Linked DNA regions of Mus musculus: region 1 is linked to region 2. A link is a contact called in public HiChIP or PLAC-seq data. All regions are on one chromosome and are shown on one strand. The core of a region is the stretch at or near the end of the contact, and the rest is flanking DNA. Distances in the headings are between cores, read along the strand shown.

Region 1 (3,058 bases), core at 67-2,566, 210 kb after region 2:
GTTGTAAACTGTGACTACTACCTAACCTCAAAGCCTTGAAGAACAGAATTGATTCTAGAGCCTTTACACCACTCAACTTCACCCAAGAGGAGAACCAGGCTTCATCCTGATAGGCAGAGGTGATGGTGAAGAGCTGTGGGCTCAGCCTCAGCCCACAGTATAAAGTACGTTTCAACCCAGCAATGCCTAGCGGTGGAGCTGGTCTTTTGGAGTTTTGAAGAGGACACAGCTGAAGGCCCTGACCACAGGTGTCAGTGAGGACTATCAGCAATATAAACCTGAAGGTGCATGGATGGCATCTTAGGCTCTGGCAAGTAGACAATAGCATTTAGAAATCTCCCACTGGATGACTGCATGGCAGAGAGAGAGGGAGAGAGAGAGAGAGAGAGAGAGAGAGAGAGAGAGAGAGAGAGAGAGAGAGAGAGAGAGAGAGACAGAGACAGAGAGAGACAGAGACAGAGAGAGAGAGAGAGAGAGAGAGAGAGAGAGAGAGAGAGAGAGAAACTCCCTGTATCCTAGCATCCCAGCATCCCAGCCCCCCAATACCTAGAAATTCCTGGATGGCCTGCCCACCCACATTGGCCATCTCTTCATTCTGCACCAGACTGTGCCTCCTGCCTCCTTGTTAGATGCCCAGTGCTGGGGGGCGGGAAAGCAGAGTGACCCTCAACATTTTGGCATATCCTTAAAAGAAAGAAGCAGTGCCCACAGGTGGGGCTGCCCCACTGGCAGGCTCCTTGGGGACTCCTACCTCCGACCCATACAAACAACCCTGTATCCACTTCGGATTGCCCGAAGCCAAGCTGGGGGCCGCACCCTCTTTCACAGCCGCACTCATTCCAGCTCAGTGTCTTAGTCCCGCAGAACCGTGCCCCACCGCAACCCCCAAACCCTCAGCATCCCAGCCCGGAAACAATCGCCCTTTGAGAGAAGCTGCCAAGCCAGGGGCCTGAGCAGCCAGGATTGAAGGATGGAGGCGGGTGAGCTGGGGGTGCCGGCAGGGCGGGCGCGCTCTCACTCGAGCCAAAGCTGGGGTGCCCTGGGCCCCGCCCGAGGCCACTCCAGCATCCAAACGAAGTCCCAGACGCCCCAGAGGGAGGGCCACAGAGGAGAGAGCAGGGAGGTGATACCAAGCTAGAGGAGGGGGTCCAGCGTCGGCCCCCGCCTCAGCCCGCGAGGTTGGTACGGACCGCGAGTGGCTCGGGTCCCGCCGGCAGCTCGCGCTCGCGGGGGCGGGGTGCGTGGGGGCGGGGCGGGAGGCGCTGTCACAGCCGCGGCCGCACCGCGCATCCGCCGCCGCCAGCGCCGAGGGCACCACGCGCTGGCCCGCTCGGCTGGGCTCCGGCCGCGCGCCCAGCCATCCCGGCCCGGCCGGCCCGCGCGTCGCCTCTTGGGGCTCCGATCGCCGCCCCGCGCCTCGCCACCCGCGCCCTCCTGCGCGCTCCAGGGTTCTGGCCGCTGCCTGGCTGAGCCCAGAAGCAGCGGGGCCGTGATAGCGGGCCGGCCGGGGCTGCGGACGAGTGGGCCCGCGGCTATGAAGTGGCCCCCGAGGGCACGGAACCGGAGAACGCCTCGAGAGAGAAGCGCGCGCATCGCAGGGCAGCAGCCTTGGGTCGCTGGGGCCAGGGTATAGGACTGCCACCCGCTATGGACTGCGCCAGGGACGATATGGACTCGCTGCCGCAGGTCAGTGTCCGGCGCCCTGAGCCCCCACCTCCGCGGTGCACAGAGCCCCTTTATGCGTCCCCATCAGTACCCACGCCATGTCCGCCCGCGTGCGCGCGCGGTGTGTGTGTGTGTGTGTGTGTGTGTGTGTGTGTGTGTGTGTGTTGCACAAAATAGGAACATCCATCGGGAAATAGGGCCGGCTGGCAGGGCCTGCACCTGAGAGGATAGGAAATAAAGCTCGGATGCTGCCTGCCCCGCTCCATTAGGATGAAGGCAAGAACTGGTTCTCTGAGTCTTCTAACAACTGGTCTTTCTCTTAGCTCTTCTGTCCCTTGCCACCTCAGCAGGTGGTTCTTAGTGGCCCATAGGATTATAGGAGAAGGGGTCAGCTCTAGCTGCACCCCTACTCACCGGCAGGGACCCCAATCTCTCTGTCTTTCCTGGACATTTACAAATTAATTCTTTTCAGGGGAACCAAGTGACGCTCATCTTTCCTGTGGGTGCTGGGAGCCAAGAGATGTGGAAAGTGACAGTGAATCTTAGAGACCTTCAGTGCAGTAAAGCGGAAGGAGGCAGGGCCAGGTCATTACCTTCCTCTGTGCACTTGATCATACAAGTTCAGAAAAGGAAACTGAGATGTGAAGTAAGAGGAAAAAGTATCAGATCCCGCACCCCAGGGAACCGGAGTGTCAGACTCCTCTTAAGCAGCTCAGGTCAAGAGCCCACCCACTCCCAACTCACCCCACCCACCTACAGGAACTTGGTTTTCATGAGCTACCACTTTCTTAGCCGGATCTAGTCCTAGTGCACTCACTGGACAGCTTATAGAAGGTGGAGCTGAGATGACCCCCCAGATTTCTAAAGGCACAGGACCTTGAGCAGGGCTTTTTGTTGACAGTGGATTCCCCCATGCTTGAGTGGTACTTCTTTACGGAGACCAGTTTAGCTGGAGTGCCCAGCAGAATCTCGATCTTGGACTATCTGGCATACAGTTGCAAGTGAACGAGACAGCTATCCATATGCCTGACACAGAAATAATGTGCATGTGGTGTGTGTGTGTGTGTGTGTGTGTGTGTGTGTGTGTGTGTGTGTGTGTAAATGGCAAGCACGGGGCTTCACAAGTGACTGGTATTGAGGTGGGTATTTAGCTGTGTAGGGCTGTTGTTGTTCTAGTCTTCTGTCCTTAGCATCTCCCTTTTCTGTCAAGAGTCACTACAGAGAGGAGGCATTTCCTTTTAGAACCTGCTCAGTTGGTGAGCACTATTGAACCAAACATCAAGTCCTTTCTGTGTTCATGCAAGACAAAGATCCTTGCCATGAAACCTTTGCAAAGCCTCCCACTCTGCTCAGTTCACTTGCAGGATCTGCCAAGGTCCTGGGCTCGCATTCT
Region 2 (2,998 bases), core at 437-2,936:
TGGCTCTTACTAGCAAGCCACATATGCTAGTCTCTTTGGATTGCTACAACACAGTACCAACTATGGAATGGTTTACAAACATTTCTTGAACTGGAAGTCTAGCATCAAAGGCATCAGCAGATTCAGTATTTGATGGGCATCTACTCTCTAGTTTATGGGTGGTAACTTCAGGCTGTGTCCTCTAGTAGTGGAAAGAATGAGGGAGCTCTTTGGGGTTTTTCTATAAAGTCAACAATCCTGTTTACAAAGGCTCAATGTTCATGTTGTATTTATCTCCTATAACCTCTACCTCCTAAAAGTACTATATCTGGCTTCAATATGTGAATAGTGAATGTGTAAATAATTGAAAGGGAACACAACTACTTAAACTGTAACACTTGCTCAGAACATTTAACTTCATTCAAGAGGAATTTCTGTCTTCAATGAGATAAAGGAGGTGTGATGTCAAGTCACAATTGGGGTGTGAAGCCCTCTTAAGTATTTGCAGTGTATCAGGACCATTGGACCCTGTTCTTTTCTTTGCTACCCAGTGGGAAGTGTTCCTGATGTTGTAGCTGCATTACTTTGGAGGTAGAGCCTATGCTGACATATCTGGCATAGCCCCCATCCCTCTCAACCCAGTATGCTACTCAGGCATCCACACTGCAACCCAAGGGTGGCCTTGAAGCTGACTGTGATCAACTAGAGGCCATTTTATCTCCTTGATCATTTGTGCATCTTCTGTGCCGACTGTTCCTTGACAAAGGATGGCAGGAACATAATTACTTTCATAAGTCTGCATAAGGCTTCCTTGGGTTTCCTGTTCTAATCTCACAATAGTTTCTCTTAATGGCTCCTAAGCAATCTGCCAAGTTACTCAGCATGAGCTCACTTAGGTTCTTGGCCTCACACCATTCCACACACAGTGAGATCAGGGAAGTCATACACCAAGTGCCCTGGTGAGTCACTGCTCCTTTGTGTTTGCCACTCACAAAGGCTTCTTGAGCCAACCCCACCTTCTTTCAAACCCTATTGGGTGACTGCACTGAACCGTTCACTAAACAATGAATATAAAGAGGTATTGATGACAGAAAATGTGGGCATGCTCCTGCTCACTGAGATGTTTGCTTCTCTCAGGCACCATTCCTGCCTAATCATAGACAAACAGTACTTGTACCTTTGTAAGACATCTCACAGTGGATTGTGACCAGACCTGCCTGTCACCAAGACTTAGTATCTCTGAAAAAAACAAACAAATAAAAAACAAAATACCTGCCCCTGGCAGGTGTTCACACCCTCATTTGTCACTCCATGGGTGGGTGCATCATTTTAACCAGATTTCAGAGCCAATCTGAGAACCCTTTCTAAAATGTGTGCATAATGCTTTGTTCTCAAGCTCCAGGTGTCTCCATTATGATTCTTCATTGGGGCATTGAGACTTATATGAACCACATAATACTGCCTTTCCTATGAGCACACGGGGAAGTAGAGAGAGACAAGATAAATCTTTTGAAAGCAAGAAGACACAGAAAGCAAAGTGAGAAGAGAGGGGTAAAGTAATAATCACATCTAGGAGTAGCTTCCATAAAGATTTATTATGCACAAAGGTTTATTGGTAATCTCTTCCAACATAGGAATGAGCAAGTTCTTACTCTCATGAAGCCATCAGAACAGTGATAAGACAGCAGAGGAGGACAGACAACTCGCCAAGACCATGACACAGAAAACACAGTGAGTTTCCGAGAATAGGGCATGGATCCAGACTCAAGGGCTTCTGGAACTTTCCCAAGAAAGGCCAAGAAAATGCCTGCAAAAGAGCTGAAAAGCATTAGATTCTCAACAAATGAAAACCACAGATCACATGATCCTAACCCAAAGCCTGCTGCGGATTTTCCAGTACCTTTGCCTACCCCCTCAGGATGTTAATCGTGGCCTTGTGTGCTGCAGCCTCTAGGCATAAACTCCAGAGTGGCAGCCTTGCCTTCTATAATACCACATCTTCTAGGATGTTGTGACAGCTGGCCCTAGAGGCTGCTCAGACAGCACACAAATGCATATTTGTAGAAAACAGGTTTCTGCTACTGGCTGGCTGGCTGGTCTCCAGGAACTCACAGCCACCCAACCTGGCCTCCCTCTTCTGCAACAACTGCCAGAAATGGAAGGGCAGAGTGTGGCAGTGAAGAGCAGTCACAGCAGCCCTGTGGGAGCACCATCCCTTTCAGGTATAGATAGGCAGAGTGTGATTGCTCTGAGACAGCAAAGTGTTAAGGAAGGAGCCTGGGGCTGATTTCAGTCCCTGGAGAGCTCAGAGAAGCACAAGCCCTTGTCAAGGAGCTCCCAGCTGGAGCTCTCTGTACTAATGGCACTCTAAGGAATTTAGGAAGGTTGAAGGGGGTAACAGGGCAGAGAGCAGTTCTGGGAAGCAGTGGGGTTTCCAGGGGATGCAGCTGTGTAGCTTCACGGGCTCTCCCAGCCTGGAATTCATCCCCAGACAATCTGCAGGCAGTGCCAAGGCTGCTGTTCCTGACATTCTGCTCCTTAGGGCATGAAAATTCCTCTGTCAGCTGCAGAACTTGGAGAGGGTCCCAAAAGCACAAAGCTACAGAAAGGGGTGAGAAGATCCAAGGAAGACTGTTCCCAACTACTCCCAGGTGTGTGTGCGTGTGTGCCTGCAAACAGGCACTCACATACACACACTCACTCACATATGTAATACCACATACTCTCACACACGTATACACACATGTTTACACATGCACACCACACACACACATGATCACTCACACACACACACATACTCACATACCCATACACATACAAACACACTCACACACACACACACTCACACACACATGTTCTCTCTCACACACATATCCGCATGAACATACCACACACACACACACACACACACACACACACACTCACACACACATGTTCTCTCTCACACACATATCCGCATGAACATACCACACACTCACACACACACACACACACACACATATATATATATACATGCTCA

What was found. HiChIP or PLAC-seq counts read pairs in DNA pulled down with a chosen protein or histone mark.
Region 1: a contact with region 2 is called in an H3K4me3 HiChIP or PLAC-seq map of embryonic forebrain, with 4 times the contacts expected there. The contact joins the promoter of B3gat1 here to the enhancer-like site in region 2. A contact is called at or near these places in 2 of 39 promoter capture datasets (embryonic stem cells and stem cell-derived epiblast-like cells), 2 of 484 Hi-C or Micro-C datasets (cortical neurons and stem cell-derived neural stem cells), 7 of 115 datasets of contacts at active chromatin or transcription factors (embryonic basal ganglia, embryonic forebrain, embryonic midbrain and 4 more) and 2 of 9 other capture datasets (adipose tissue and liver).

Annotation. Positions count from the first base shown.
Region 1 is chr9:26,732,492-26,735,549 of GRCm38.p6, forward strand. It overlaps B3gat1 (beta-1,3-glucuronyltransferase 1 (glucuronosyltransferase P)), which reads left to right and starts at 1,317. Exons shown (of 7, transcript NM_001310766.1): 1 at 1,317-1,686. It overlaps Gm48393 (a long non-coding RNA gene), which reads right to left and starts at 392. Exons shown (of 4, transcript XR_003948112.1): 1 at 1-392.
Region 2 is chr9:26,517,930-26,520,927 of GRCm38.p6, forward strand. The region is part of intron 2 of Gm30313 (a long non-coding RNA gene); the gene reads right to left. Among named protein-coding and RNA genes, the nearest start is that of Gm30313, 30 kb to the right of the region's middle. Within about 2 kb of position 1,687, at least 95 of the 459 cell types and tissues checked have an H3K27ac peak or open chromatin away from gene starts, as enhancers often do. A contact at or near this core is called in adipose tissue, cortical neurons, embryonic basal ganglia and 6 more, where this site is marked.